Linked DNA regions of Mus musculus: regions 1, 2, 3 and 4 are each linked to region 5. Evidence: chromatin contacts called from public ChIA-PET, Hi-C, HiChIP or PLAC-seq and capture Hi-C data. All regions are on one chromosome and are shown on one strand. Each heading gives the region's core, a stretch centred on a gene start, on an enhancer-like site or on the middle of the called end of the contact. The rest is flanking DNA. Distances are from core to core; before and after follow the strand shown.

Region 1 (2,716 bases), core at 156-2,655, 370 kb after region 5:
CTGCCACACCTGATGAAAAGCTGGCCAGCCTTTGGGACTTCGTATAGATCCCACCGCCACCGGGTGTAAAGAAGTACCCTGACAACTTCCTGATGGCATCTACCCTTTACATGACACGGCCACTCCTTAACTTCATTCCTTGTGACTAGCAATTTGAGGACGCTTAGGCATGCCTTCTGCACAGTGTCCTCATGGTGACGGGCAACTGGGACTGTTCACTCAGAATTAAAGACCATCTGTCCAGGACTCAAGCTGAAGTTCTGTGTCTATCTCGCTTCTGATGAAAAGATCCAGGAGACCAACTAACTAAATAAACAATATTTTGTGTATGTGTGTGGAATAATTAAGAGAGATGATTTTTAAGGAATTTTCATTTCTATTACTTTACAAAAATAATTATGAGCAATTGCACTCCTAGGCACATACTCCAAAGAATTGAAAACATATGCTCATATGAAAATGTATACATGGGGGCCGGAGAGACAGCTTTAGCCATAACGAGTGCTTTGTGCTCTCCTGAATTCCAGCACTCATGATTGTCTGTAACTTCAAAGCCAGGGAGTGCGCGCTCTCGCTCTCTCTCTCTCTCTCTCTCTCACACACACACACACACACACAGCAATGCATATGTGGATGCTCACATCAATGTTACGATCAGCAATGGAAACACCTCAAGTGCCCATCAACTGATGAACACACAGGAGACAGTGTCACCGGCATGCACTGCTGGTCTTAAAAGGGAATGGAGTATTGACCCAGGTGGCACATGATACAACATGGATGAGTCTAGAAAATATCATGCAAAGTGGAGGGCTCTCACATACTCACACAGTGCCACATGGGGTCTGATCCCACACATAATGAAATGTCCACAATCAGACAGAAAGTTAGTGACTGTCCAGCGCTGGAGTCTATGAGAGCAAGTGACGTGGGCACACACAGTTTTGTTCATTGGTTTAATACATTAAAAACCACCTGGAAGCCAAGCCTGGTGGTGGCACACGCCTTTAAACTTCCAGCACTCAGGAGGTAGAGGCAGGTGGATCTCTGGGAGTTCAAAGGCAGCCTGATCTACAACATAGGAGGAGTTCTAGGCGGGTCCGGACTATGTAGTAAGAGCTTGGGGGAAATCCTAGTGTTTAGGAGGTAGAGTCAGGAGAATTCAAGGCCAGCTTTGATGACCCAGGGAGCCATCAGGTTGAGCTACATGAAACCTTGGCTCAGCAAAAAGACAGCAGAAATAGGCAGGGGAAAAGTCAAACAGGAAGTGAGCCTGACACTGGGCTTGAAAAGAAGGTAAAGTCTGAGAGCTAGAGATACTTTTGGTGAAATAACAAGCACTGGTACCAGTGGTGAGCCTGGAACATCTGACTGACTGCAAAGGAGCTGAAGGGACCGCCCGCCCGCCTGCCCGCCCAAGAGCAGAGGAAGTGAGGCTGGATAAACACTCTGGGGACAGATTAGCAAGGGCGTGGAGAACCTCGCAGTGGAAAGTGGGAACCTCAGAGGCCCAGCATGCAGAGTTCAGTGCTGGAAGTGGCATTTGAAGAAGGCTGTGCAGCAGGGCGTGGCGGTGCATGCCTCCAACCCCAGCACTGGAGAGACCCAGCCAGAAGATGGAGTGTTCAAGGCCAGCCTGGCCAGCACACAGTGAGACCCTGTCTCAAATAACAACCAAAAAGCAAAGGAATGAAAAGGTTGTTGGGTATGAGCTGGGGAGGGTGGGTGGGTGAGAGACCAGGATGGAGGGAGCCAGCTATGGTGACCCATAAATGAAGACACAGGGGACGGAGTCTGAACGGGACGCAGGGAACAGTTTAATTTTTACAGCAGTATTGAGGAAGTCTAACTAGGGGCAGTCTAAGTACAAGGCAGACACAGAGGAATCCAGAAGCAGGAGACAAGAGGGTCATGCTATAGGTAGAGCTATAGACTTTCAAGTGTCAGGACCATGTCCACAGGGGCTTCAGAGCCTTAGCAAAGCTGTACACAGTTTCATGGTTTAGTCAGTCTAGTCTCAGTATCTCCCTACTTCACGTCTGCTTAGCTGCCATCCCAGGGAAATCTGCTCAACCTGTCTTCGACGCATCTAAGTTCACAGACTCCTTAGAGGACAGCAATCCCCAGAGATCGACGGTAAGACACCAAAACCAAACCAAACCAAAAATACCTTCTTTATCTTCTGGGTCTGCTAAAGAAAAACTCAACAAAACCCTTTTGTTCTCCCTAATCTGACCTAAAGTGCTGAAATACAGTCTCAACCTGACCGGGTGTGCAAGAGGAACCAGCACACACTGCACAGAGAAAATAAGTTCAAAACAAAACAAAACGACGAAACCAAACGACCCTCTGGCTGGAGAGCCAGCTCAGCGTGTGAACTAGAGTTAGATCCCCAATGCCCATGTGGATGAAGGGCGTGGTGATCATCCGTAACCTGCCTGCTGGGTGAGGCAGATAGAGGGGGACACTTACCCTTAACCTCATACCCTCATACGACTATGCACACACAGGAACACATAAATACTTTGAAAACAAACCCATACTTTGTTCTCCCTGTGGCTCTTCTAAGTTCTACCAAATGGAGGGGAATTTTCAGTGGGTGGACAAAGGGAGAAATGGGGCTGACTCTGAGTCTGTTGGACTGAAAAATAATTTGGCTAATAATTACTAAACCTACAGCCAATTCTGCAGCCTCCCCAGCTTCTCCCCACCCGAC
Region 2 (2,793 bases), core at 142-2,641, 390 kb after region 5:
TGTCCTCTTGCATTTGTCTTTCTGAGCACCTGGGATTATTGTTGTGAGCCACTAGGCAGAGACCATAGGTTTTTGCTGCTGCTGCTACTGCTTCTGCTTCTCCTCCTCCTCCTTCTTCTTCTTCTTTTTGTTTTTTGTTTTTCGAGACAGGGTTTCTCGGTGTAACCCTGGCTGTCCTGGAACTCACTCTGTAGACCAGGCTGGCCTCAAACTCAGAAATCCACCTGCCTCTGCCTCCCAAGTGCTGAGATGATTCCTCCTATTCCTCCTCCTCCTCCTCCTCCTCTCCACCTTCTTCCTCTTCCTCCTCCACCTCTTCCCTTTCCTCCTCTTCCTCCTCTTCTAAGCAAAACTGTAACACTATGTTTCACAGGGCTACACAGATTAACACATGGAGAGATTCAGTTTCATGGCTTGGTTTGTTTTTTTTTGTTTTTAAGACAGGGTTTCTCTGTGTATCCATGGCTGTTCTGAAACACGAATTGCAGACCAGGCTGGCCTTGAACTCAGCCTGCCTCTGCCTCCCTAGTCCTGGGACTAAAGGTCACTTTGCTCAGCGTTGGCTTCTGAATTTAAGCCAATGTAGTTCCTGGAGGGAAATGCCCTATTTACTCAAGTAAAAATTAGCAGGTTATTAAATTACTGTTTTAGGCTAAAATACCTTAAAAATTATGTTTGGGGAAGCACAAGGAAGTTATCCTGTGGACAGCTGTGGATCTGGGATGCTAGACTGACGCCACCGTTTTTTCTTTTTTCTTTTCTTGAAAGGAGAAAGAATGACAACTCTTTTGATCATTTGTAAAACCGGTAGAACAGCTTACCCAGTAAATCTACTCAAAAGAAAGTACTGGCAAGGCCTAGGGACACACTTTCACCTGACCGGTGGATGAAATGGCAACAACTTGCCTTTACCATAATTTTTAATAAAGCCCCCATTAAGGCAGGGGAGCAACCACGCACAACATTTTCTGTATCCCACACACTCTGGCTGGCCAGGCGTCCAAGCCCACCGCGGGAACCGTTCGTGCCATTCACCTGCATGAATCAGAGACCATGCTACCTATCCAGGGCTCTGCAAAGCCTCCGCCCATCAGGTCGAGTCCATCCACACTTTAGTTTTGACTCCAGGCGCCGCCTGGTGGCCACTGCCAGAAGTGCCACCTCCAACTCCGGGGTCCTGACTGCTGGCGCGGCTGCCCCTGGATATGCCTGACTCCAGAGACTCCCGCCTCCGCCCCTTCCGCCGTGGCCGATCGCGGATTCTTAAGACAGTGACGCCGCCGCGGCCGCCGTGTCAGAAACCGTGGAGCCCCGGCGTCTCACCTACCGTCTCGAGGACGGCCTGATCAGGCTGTCACCGAGCAGCCCACGACCCGGAAGTAGCCGGCTGCGCGAGGCCCCCGTTGCCCAGCGCGGGCGCCGGGGTGCGGGGTGGGGGGCGGAGCTCGGAGCCGAGGGGAGTCCCGGTGCCCGCGGCTCGGAACCGCGCGAGGTTGCGGGGCTCCGGGGACGCAGCCAGGCGGCCGCGATCTCCGCGGGACCGGCTCCGCCGCGGCCCCGAGGCGGCGACATGAGCGCCGCGGGGCTGCTGGCTCCGGCGCCGGCTCCGGCTGCAGCGCCGGCCGCCCCGGAGTACTACCCGGAGGACGAGGAGGAGTTGGAGAGCGCCGAGGACGACGAGCGCAGCTGCCGGGGCCGAGAGTCCGACGAAGGTGCGGGTGTGGGGACGGGGCCCGGGTGCGGGTGGTCAGAGGTCGCCAGAGCTCTTGCGAGCCAGGGGTCCCCAGCCCAGCGTCTCTCATTTCCGCACTCGGGTCGGAGCAATGCTCGCCCTGGCTTTCTCGCTCCCAGCTTCTCTCCTCCCACTGTTTTAATGCCCCTAGCTCCGCTTGGGGAGCCGGAATGGGACAGGCGATAAGTCTTCCTTTGGCCGGCACCTCTCCCCCGCCCCCAGCTTTGTGACCTTAAAGCTGTCTTGTTTACCCACCTCCTGCGTGGTAGCTTGGAGTCCTCATCTCCTAGGTTGGGAGGGGTTCAATGGAATCGTGTCCTGCCACGGCGAAGTGGGCGAAAGGGGAGGTTGGGATTTGTTTTCAGGTCCGAGTAGTCTGCATTTGCGTGATCGCTCCTCCAGCCTCAGGTCTCGATCCGGGACCTTGTTTATTTACCTTTTGGCGGGTGTGAGGGACACCCAGAGGGATTATTGAGGAAGGAGCTGGCTAGGTGGGGGAGAAGCTAGAAGCAGAAGGGGCAAGGGGAGGTCTTTGTATGGGCGGAGTGGACAGTATTCAGGCATAGAGTCGGGCTGTAAAAAGCCAAAAGCTACCCCCAACTGCGGGCAGGATCTTAAGTCTCTCAAATGCGTAGTAACATAGCTAGCTGGCTCTAGACAGGGCTTCCGTGAAAGTTCCTTCCACCGAAGGAAAGGAGGCGGCTTTGTGAGGACTTGGGTCTGCTCCGGCCTCAGTGCACGCAGAGCAAGTTATAGGAACTGAGTGCGTTTGTTTTAACTATGGTTAAAAAACAAAACAAAACAAAACAAAAACAAAATCAAGGTTTAACTAGGGATTTTTCAATGTGAAAGGTGCACTTCTTTTAATGACCACGAGGGGGTACAGCGAAGACAAAATTGACCCTCTTCACTCAGGCCATTGGATCCAGATCTTTGCTTAAGACCAGTTTAAATTAAGCAGTTTAGAACACTGATTTTTCTGAGGGTCCAGGTTGGAGTGGCTCACGACTGTCTATATGTCGCAGGATATTTGATCACACTGTGAACCCCGAGACCGTGTT
Region 3 (2,756 bases), core at 113-2,612, 470 kb before region 5:
GAAAAGGGAAATAGGAACAAGAGCTGAAAAGCTATGGCAGGCACACACGAACGAGCGCGTGCGCGCACGAACACACATACACACACACACACACACACACACACACACACACAGAGCATGACCAAGCCTGATGCTTACGTGCTCTGAAAAGAACCGCTTGGAGAAGGAAGCTACAATCTTCCGGGCTTCTAACCCAGCTTTCTGCCGAACTTTATATTCCTCTAACCAATTGACGTAGTCGGTGGGGCTGTAGTGCTTCATCAGGGAGGGCCACCTATAAGGGGGGGGGGGGGAGAGAAAACACCCTTTCTCAGCTCCGCAGAGACTGCAAAAAACCACGGAGGAGTCTGCGGGCAAGGGGGGGGGGGTGGACTTGGCAGAGGCTCTAGTTGCAATAATCATAGCGTATGCAATGCATTCCCTCACTACTCAGATGCAGTGACCTTGGCGTGGCGACACGAAAGGCAGCGTTTCTACCACCAGTAGCCGCCGCCCCCCCTCCGCCCCCCAATCTCTGCGCTGGCCACAATCACAGTGATGCTAACGGTTCTCGTGGATGGCGCGCCTCCCTCAGCATCAGGCCCTGCAAACCCGGGCCTCATCTTATTTGATTCCCCATAATGGGAAAAAAAAAAAAAGGAGGGGGGGTCTCATCACCGACCAGGAGACCCAGGCTCTGGAGAAGGGAGGTGGACCGACATCACCCCCTCCACCCCCAAGGTCACGAGCTGGACTGGCAGGTCCGATGCCGGCATCCTAAGGAGCTAGCCAGGAATGCACGCACCGCTGCTTTGCCTGCACGTCAACATCCTGCAGCGGCCACAAAAGATGCGCCTCCTCCTGCAGCCGGGAGGCGCGTGAAGGCCGCAGCCCCCCGGGGCGGAGCGCTCCGGAGGCCCCGGCCTCGGGCGGCTGCCGCGACCCCATCGGAGCTCCGGAGGGGGCCCCCCGGGCTGCAGGCAGGCCTTTGTCTGCGGCCGCGGGAAGAGGGCGGCGCGCGGCCCGGAGGCCCGGAGGGTGGCGGGGTGGGGCCCCACGCGAGGCCCGGCGCCGAGGGGCTCTGCGGGTCCCGGGAACGGGATGCTCGCTCACCTCACCCGGAACTGCTCCTTCCACACCTGCCCGCTGCTCTGGCACACCTCGCGCAGGCGGCGGCAGGTGCTGGACACGCGGCCGATGTCCAGCGCCGTGAGCGAGCCGCTGCACAGGATGTACTCCAGCACCTCGCCCGGCAGCTGCACCAGGCAGCTGGGGCCCGTCGCCTCAGCCGCGGCCTCCTCGGCCAGCGCCGGCACCACCTCCATAGCGCTGTCCCCCGCTACCGACGCCATCTTGTCCGCGTACCTGAGGGGGCCGCTGTGCGGGCGGGCGCGCGCGCGATAGGAGCCTAAGAAGCCGTACCACGCCCTCAGGGGGAGTGGCTGGGAACGCCCCGCCCACGCCAGGGGGTCCCGCCCACTCCGCTTGGAGGACTGGGAAGAGCCAGAGGCGAGAGCTGGCTGCTGCTGCAGAGATAAATGGTCCTTTCGCGTCCTGATTCTCCCAGGGGCATTTTTAAAAATGATAGCTGGGTGCTCGTCTTCGGCAGCGCAGATACTAAAACTGGAACGATGCAGAGATTTGCATGGATGCTGCGCCTAGGATGACACGCAAATTCGGGGAGGCGGTGGCACCTTTGATCTCCGCATTTAGGAGGTGGAAGTAGGCAGATCTCAGAGTTCGAGGCTAGCCTCAGCTATAGAGCGAGTTCCATGACAGCCAGAGATACACAGAGAAACCCTGTCTCGAAAATAAATATATCGAGGTTGCCCGGGCAGTGGTGGCGCACGCCTTTAATCCCAGCACTTGGGAGGCAGAAGCAGGTGGGTTTCCAAGTTCGAGGCCAGCCTGGTCTACAGAGTGAGTTTCAGGACAGCCAGGGCTACACAGAGAAACCCTGTCTCGAAAAACAAAACAAAACAAAACAAAATTGCCCTTTGGCCTTCACCTTCTCGATGGGACATGAGTCCACATAGACAATAACTAAAAGTTAAAAATGACTATGGTGGCTTACTTCCTAATTCCCAGCTCTCAGGAGACCGAGGCACGCAGATCAAAAGTTGGGCTATCTATATTAAGATCCGATCTCAAAAGCAATTTGAGACAGAGTCTGATGTAGTCCACTCTGGTCTTGAATTATGTATTGGAGAAGGACCTTGAGTTTCTGGCCCCCCTGCCTTTACCTCCCATAGCTTGTATTAAAGGCATACACCACCAAGATGTACTTCAGAGGTGGTAGTGCGGGGGTGAAACCCAGGGCTTGGTGCCGGTTAGCCATGCACTTTACAGCCATGCCATAGTCCCAAAATTAAGCTGTTGAAAATGGCTATCTTATACCAAGCACTTCCTGGAAGTGATTTGGCCTTCTCCACGGGTGACTCACTCTCCACTGGGTACTGAGGCAAGCATACTATTTGTTTTTGGGGACCCCTATTTCTAGCTCTATGATGGTGTGGAGAATAGTAGTAACCCCTGAATCTATGTCCTGATTTGAAGCAGGTCGAAGTATCGTGGGGAGCTCTCCTCTGTGTGACTGGGCTCCTTCAAGCCGCTGATCCCTTTGACTCTGCCTCCCAAAATGCTGAGTGTGATTTTAGAGGTGTTCATGGTGTCTGCTTTTAATTGTCTTCCACTCAACAATCCTTCATGATTTGGGGGACATATATGCCCTCTCTGGCAATACAACAATTACCATATGCTCTGGCTGTCCTGAAACT
Region 4 (2,700 bases), core at 35-2,534, 270 kb before region 5:
CTCTAACGTGTCGACAGCTGCCTTCACTTTCCTGGGTCTTACCCAGGTGTGTCCTCCAACTTTAGAACTTCCACCTTCACTAGCTCCAGGTGGTGCCACCATACAAACCCTTCTGTGGCTACTCCAGAAAGCTCTCCCAGCTGAGAGCCCAGGCTCCACGACGAAGCCCAGGGGCCAAACATGAGTCACGTCACATTTTACAGGCCTCTGTAAACCTCCCCCTCCCTCTCACCAGAGTCCGTCCCACAAGCAGGCAGCTGCCCCATACATACATACATACATACATACACTGTCCATCTTGGGGATCAACTTCTCCGTGATACAAACCCTACCGAGCTGAGCCAATGACCCTTGAAGCAGGTGCAAGCTGGACCTGGCTTGGTCTTCTGTGCCCTAGGACACATGGCATCTGGAGCTGGAGCCTCTCCCCCTTCGAAGAGCTGCTTTGGTGCAGAGACCACTCCGGCTCCTCTGTGGGGCCACCCACAGCAAGGGCTCTGGGGCCAGTAGGTTATAGGAACTCAGTCTTAGATGCCCACCCAAGGGGGGCAACAGAGGCAAGCCTTCCCTGTGGGGTGTCCAGGAGAGAGTCAGGGACTCCTCCAAATAGCCTCCGACTGAGCTGGTCCCTCATCCACCCTTCAGGCCTCCTTCAGACGCAGTGTGGGGGTGCCCTCTGCAACTGCGTGACTGGAGGAAGGACACTGGATGGCATACGGTCCCCTGGGGTCTCCTTGAGGGGAGGCTGAGGAGAAGAGGGTCCAGGCTATTGGCAGGCCCGGAAAGGCCTCTAAGGAGCAAACTCTTCTGGAAGAGCCCCCCCCTCCCCTGATGCCCAAGTGCCCGCACACACTCAGCTTCCCTCCCATCCAGGGGACAGAGCCCCCCACCTGCTACTCACGGGCTCCTGCGAAGCCTCCCCCTGGCATGGTGGTGTCGCCCCTCAGTCCGGGCTCCCCATCTGGAGAGACTGCAGCTCTAATCAGCAGCCCTGCGTGGTGCGGCCAAGCGACTCAGGGCCTTAATTGACACCAGGTGGCCCCTCCCCAGGGGCAGGCTGGGAGGCGGCTCAGCACGGGGCCCAGAGGCCAAGCCCTGGGCAGGAGGGGGCGGCACACCCAGGCTCAGGCTGGTCAGGCTTCCCCTGGAGAGGAGAGAGGTGAGGGTGGCTAGCCAGCCCCCAGGCAGCCCTCCCTCCATCACGCCAGCCCTGCTTCCCTAGACTCTGACCTTTCTTTCATTCCAGAGGCTGTGGTGGTTGTGGCGGCTTCTGCCAGGGATAGAGGTGGCTCAGGTTTCCCTCAGCTGGCTGGCACGGCCTGGAGTCGGGATTGCAGCCATGAGTCTTCTGTGTCTAGGCTGTGGCTGCTGGATCTGAATCCAGCCTTTCACAGCGGCACCCAGGAATCCTGGGAGCGTTAACTGAGCATTTACTATGTGCCAGGATAGGTGCCTGTGCTGCCCCCCCCCCCCCAACACAGCTCACAAGCTCCACAAAGTGGCTATTTAGTAACCATTTGTACACAAAGCACCTGAGGCTCAGAGAAACTAATTTTCTTCTTCAAAGTCACACAGCAGGGGTGTAGGCCTATACCCCTCGCTCAGCCTGACACAGAGTTATGACTTCTCACAATGCTGCCTGCAAAGGAAACAACATCAGCCCCTTGTTTGGATCAGGAAAACTGAGGCTCAGGGGCAGGGAGTCAGTTCTAAAAGACACACAGCCAAGTAAGAAATTACGACCTGCTGATGGGTATTTTGTGCCAGGCTTCTGATATCTTTTCTCCTGACCCACCCGTGCCCTGACTGATCCAAGGGTTCCAGTGTGGACCCCCAGCTGGGGATGCGAGAGGAAAAAAGAGCTCTGGACATGGAGTCAGGAGATGTGGCGAGCTCGCTGTGTGACCTCAAGCAGGTTCCTCTACCTCTCTGGGCTTTGCTGCAGCTATTGTGGACGATGGACTGATAAGCACTTTGAGTCAGAGGAAGGGTTTGGAGAATGGAAAAGCAGTTCCCATTCTCCCTAAGCACCTTCCCCCATAGCCCCGGGGGCTGCTCTCTCTCTCTCTCTCTCTCTCTCTCTCTCTCTCTCTCTCTCTCTCTCTCTCTCTCTCTCCTCACTGCTGGGGAGTGGCACTCAGTTCATTCCAGTGCATGGCTCGGTAAATACACAGAGTCTACTATGTGCAGGGATTTAAGGACAGGTATCATAGTGCTGCCTCCCATTCAGAGACAGAAATTAAGACACATCCCCCTTTTAAATTTATTCTTAGTGTATAATAATGGTACAAGGTGTAATTATTTGTGCTACATACTTGATGAATTGAGGCAGCAATTATTGTGTCCTTATTTAATAAAAGAACCTACTGAGTGCCTACTGTGTGTTAGGCATTACTCCAGGTGCTGGGGCTGTAGCAGCTGACAGGCCTGTGTCCCTTTGGATGATTAAATAATTACTGTATCATTATCCCCAGTCAAGACAGGTTTCCCCACACACACGTGGTTGAGTAACACGCCTGTCTGCTGTGGTCTACCCCCTCTGGAGCTCCAAAGTGGAGTGTGGGATTCTAGAATGTTCTTAGGGCTAATCCTCAGGGCGGCTTATGGGCTCATTTTGGTCTGATTGGCGGGCACCCTGGCTGGTAGTTCACACCCCTGGCGCAGACCCAGCCTCCACGTGGGGCTGGGGAAGATGAGCTG
Region 5 (2,700 bases), core at 96-2,595:
AGTGACAGGGTAAGCGGCTGAGCCACAGGCACAGAGGCGCCTCTGGGACAGATGGGAGGGACCCTGAGAGTAGGCCCTGGGAAGGGGGCCATGGCGTCCTGCCGGCACACGCGGTTGTCCCTGTAGGCCTCTCTTGGAAGGGGAGCTGCTCTTCCTCCATCCTTCTCCAAGTCAGAAGCAAGGCTCACAATGGAGCAATCAAGACCACTCTTCGGGCTTTGTTCTAGTCAAAGGAGACGGGGGTGCTTCTGGGGGCTCCATTCAAAGCCCAACTGGTAGGAAGCCACAGAGCATCTGAGGCTGCTCTATTTCAGGGCCTCTCTGCTTCCTGTTCCCAGCTTCCTGTTCTCCCCCCATCCCCTGATACCCCGGAGGGGCCGGGAGGACCAAATACACCAGCAAAGAAAGACCTGGGCCGGGGAGGGGCAGCTCCTTGCTCTAACCCTCTCTCTCTCTCTCTCTCTGCACGGTCCCCCAGCTCCGTGAAGGATGTGCAGTGTCCCACCCTGCTCTGAGCGGCTCCCCTATGCTGTCGCCAGCACAGCTGTCTGAGGTCATGTGACTGACAGGCGTGAACGCTTTGCAGTGGCCTCTGTCTCATGGGCACCAACCACTTAGTGCCCAACCAGTCTTTAGCGGCCCTGGGGTTTTCTCCATACCCCCTACCACCACAGAAGCCTGCTTGTCCCCACAACTTCCAGAAGAGTCACTCACTTTAAGTCTCTGCACAAGCCCCCGGTCCCTGAGAATGGCTGCCAACCCTGGAGGCCCAGCAGATACAGAGTAAGCACTCAGATCAGTGCTTCTGAACCTGTAAGTCCCTGTTACAAAAAAATAAAATTCAAATTAAAAACCTAACGGAGCCGGGCAGTGGTGACGCATGCCTTTAATCCCAGCACTTGGGAGGCAGAGGCAGGCAGATTTCTGAGTTCAAGGCCAGCCTGGTCTACAAAGTGAGTTCCAGGACAGCCAGGGCTACACAGAGAAACCCTGTCTCGAAAAAAAAAAAAAAAAAAAAAAGAACAAAAACAAACAAACAAACAAAAACCCTAAAGGAACTAGAAATTAGAAAGAAAAAAGCAGCTAAGTAGCTGGTGGCACACCTTGTCCCCTGTTCATGTGACAATCACCACTACCACCCATCCCAAAGATCTGCCACCCTGTGGCCTGCTCCACTCTTCCTGCCATCCATGCCCCCATCCTGCACCGTGTTCTGCTGCCGCTGCTGCTGCTGCTGCTGCTGCTGCTGCTGCTGCTGCGCTGCGGAGTCTGCCTCAGCTCCGTCCTCACCCACACAGAACAAAACCATTCTCCCCCCTGACTACCCAGCGCACATCTCCACAGGGCAAACCGTACCAGGTGTGTGGCAGCAGCCGGAGAGTTATCAAATGTTGGGGTTTTCATCCACCCCAGATCCATGGGGTTAAGCTAGCCTGCCTTGAAGAGGCCTCTGTGTTGAATGAGTGAGTGATCTTCAGTTTCAGACTTGGGACGATCCAGCCAGGAGGAGACAAAACAGAGGGTCCAGATTGCACCCTGTGGGGCTTCGCAGTCCCTGGGAGGGAGGAGTCTGGTGGAGAAGGCATCAACTTACTAGTTTAAGACTAGACTTTTTAGCTACACGGAAAGGCGGGGGCGGGGGGGGGGGAGAATGGGGGTGGGGGTGGGGGTGGGAATTAGCCAGACCCGAGGCGTTTAGAAGCTTCAGGGAAGTAGTTACAATTTTTGAGGGCACAAGAGTGTTAAAAACAGGAAGGAGCCGTGGTGGCTGGCTCAATGCTGCCCCTTAGTGGATATGTACAGCAGGCACAGCATGCAGCTCTCCCAGGCACTTTGTCCAATGTGGATCAATTAATTCAACCTGGTCAGGATGCCAGAGACCAAGAGCCTAGGGCGGCAGTTGCCTGCCTACAACCGGAAAGTCCTGCTACAAAGTTTAGGGGAAGTTGGAGAGGTGGGGAGGGCTCTACGGTACAGTCCTCGGAGTCCCGAAGTGCGGGATGTTCTAGTGGTCAAAGGTCAGGAGTCAGCTCAGTTTGTGGGATCCCGAAAGGGTCTCTGGGGTGGGATGGGGTGGAGGAGCTTTGGGTCTGAGGATGTAAATGGGGAGGGACAGGGAGTTCTGGACAGAGGGGGCAAGCCTGAGACGGGACGCCCACACTTCATCCGGGGTGCCGCAGAATCCGTGGCTCACCAAGATTTAGGGGCAGAGTGTTCTCTGGAATTAGGAGATCTAGAGTTCAAATCCTGGCTCTCACATAACAAACCAGGCATCCAGCACATGCCTAGAAGCCCAGCCCTGAGGAGGGCAGAGACAAAAGGACAGCTGGGACTTGCTGGCTCCAGCTTCGTGAGTCCCAGGTTCCAAAAGTGCCTGCCTCAAGGGACCAGGTGGGGAGTGAGGGAGACACATAGCCTGCCCCTTCCTCTGAGCTCTGGGCACCACACGGGTGTACGCATCCACATACACAGAGATGTGGGTGTGCTGTACATGCACCTACACAAGCATACAAGTAATTATAAGTATATATGTTAGGGCTTGAAAGGAAATGGAGACCCATGGCCAAACAGGGCTAACTCCTTAGGTGTGTGTCTTCAGTCCCTGGAGAGAGACGTGCTTCAAGTGCCTGCTGGGTTGTCCTGGGCCAGGCAAGGGGAAGCGGATATTCAAATCACTTATTAAACTCTTACTGTGTACTG

The links. Hi-C and Micro-C count contacts between places; a contact is called where the count stands out from the background. ChIA-PET counts read pairs in DNA pulled down with a chosen protein or histone mark. HiChIP or PLAC-seq counts read pairs in DNA pulled down with a chosen protein or histone mark. Capture Hi-C pulls out chosen DNA fragments and counts their contacts.
Region 1: a contact with region 5 is called in an H3K27ac HiChIP or PLAC-seq map of thymic regulatory T cells, with 4 times the contacts expected there. The contact joins two enhancer-like sites. A contact is called at or near these places in 6 of 484 Hi-C or Micro-C datasets (cerebral cortex, cortical neurons, embryonic cerebral cortex and 2 more), 12 of 115 datasets of contacts at active chromatin or transcription factors (T-cell acute lymphoblastic leukemia, astrocytes, embryonic basal ganglia and 9 more) and 2 of 9 other capture datasets (adipose tissue and liver).
Region 2: a contact with region 5 is called in a Hi-C map of CD8 T cells, with 5 times the contacts expected there. The contact joins the promoter of Suds3 here to the enhancer-like site in region 5. A contact is called at or near these places in 1 of 39 promoter capture datasets (hippocampal neurons), 13 of 484 Hi-C or Micro-C datasets (CD4 T cells, CD8 T cells, Th1 cells and 8 more), 14 of 115 datasets of contacts at active chromatin or transcription factors (bone marrow-derived macrophages, craniofacial prominence, embryonic forebrain and 9 more) and 3 of 9 other capture datasets (adipose tissue, embryonic stem cells and liver).
Region 3: an RNA polymerase II ChIA-PET map of memory CD8 T cells shows a contact between it and region 5, with 57 read pairs. The contact joins the promoter of Fbxo21 here to the enhancer-like site in region 5. A contact is called at or near these places in 19 of 39 promoter capture datasets (the 3T3-L1 cell line, 3T3-L1-derived adipocytes, the C10 cell line and 14 more), 2 of 15 datasets of contacts at CTCF or cohesin (the NIH/3T3 cell line and large pre-B cells), 1 of 484 Hi-C or Micro-C datasets (bone marrow-derived macrophages), 15 of 115 datasets of contacts at active chromatin or transcription factors (T-cell acute lymphoblastic leukemia, craniofacial prominence, embryonic basal ganglia and 9 more) and 4 of 9 other capture datasets (adipose tissue, liver, macrophages and 1 more).
Region 4: a contact with region 5 is called in a capture Hi-C map of embryonic stem cells, with 3 times the contacts expected there. The contact joins two enhancer-like sites. A contact is called at or near these places in 2 of 39 promoter capture datasets (cranial neural crest and hippocampal neurons), 1 of 484 Hi-C or Micro-C datasets (the N1E-115 cell line), 1 of 115 datasets of contacts at active chromatin or transcription factors (embryonic stem cells) and 1 of 9 other capture datasets (embryonic stem cells).

The regions. Positions count from the first base shown.
Region 1 is chr5:117,137,485-117,140,200 of GRCm38.p6, reverse strand. All of the region lies in intron 1 of Taok3 (TAO kinase 3), which reads right to left. Among named protein-coding and RNA genes, the nearest start is that of Taok3, 19 kb to the right of the region's middle. Within about 2 kb of position 1,405, at least 132 of the 459 cell types and tissues checked have an H3K27ac peak or open chromatin away from gene starts, as enhancers often do. A contact at or near this core is called in thymic regulatory T cells, where this site is marked.
Region 2 is chr5:117,114,591-117,117,383 of GRCm38.p6, reverse strand. Suds3 (suppressor of defective silencing 3 homolog (S. cerevisiae)) reads left to right here and starts at 1,391. Exons shown (of 12, transcript NM_178622.5): 1 at 1,391-1,712. The coding sequence starts at 1,571.
Region 3 is chr5:117,975,376-117,978,131 of GRCm38.p6, reverse strand. Fbxo21 (F-box protein 21) reads right to left here and starts at 1,362. Exons shown (of 12, transcript NM_001346588.1): 1 at 1,093-1,362; 2 at 139-274. The coding sequence starts at 1,331.
Region 4 is chr5:117,779,350-117,782,049 of GRCm38.p6, reverse strand. No RefSeq gene overlaps it. Among named protein-coding and RNA genes, the nearest start is that of Nos1, 86 kb to the left of the region's middle. Within about 2 kb of position 1,284, at least 33 of the 459 cell types and tissues checked have an H3K27ac peak or open chromatin away from gene starts, as enhancers often do.
Region 5 is chr5:117,508,821-117,511,520 of GRCm38.p6, reverse strand. The region is part of intron 3 of Ksr2 (kinase suppressor of ras 2); the gene reads right to left. Among named protein-coding and RNA genes, the nearest start is that of Gm42013, 26 kb to the right of the region's middle. Within about 2 kb of position 1,345, at least 39 of the 459 cell types and tissues checked have an H3K27ac peak or open chromatin away from gene starts, as enhancers often do. A contact at or near this core is called in CD8 T cells, Th1 cells, memory CD8 T cells and 2 more, where this site is marked.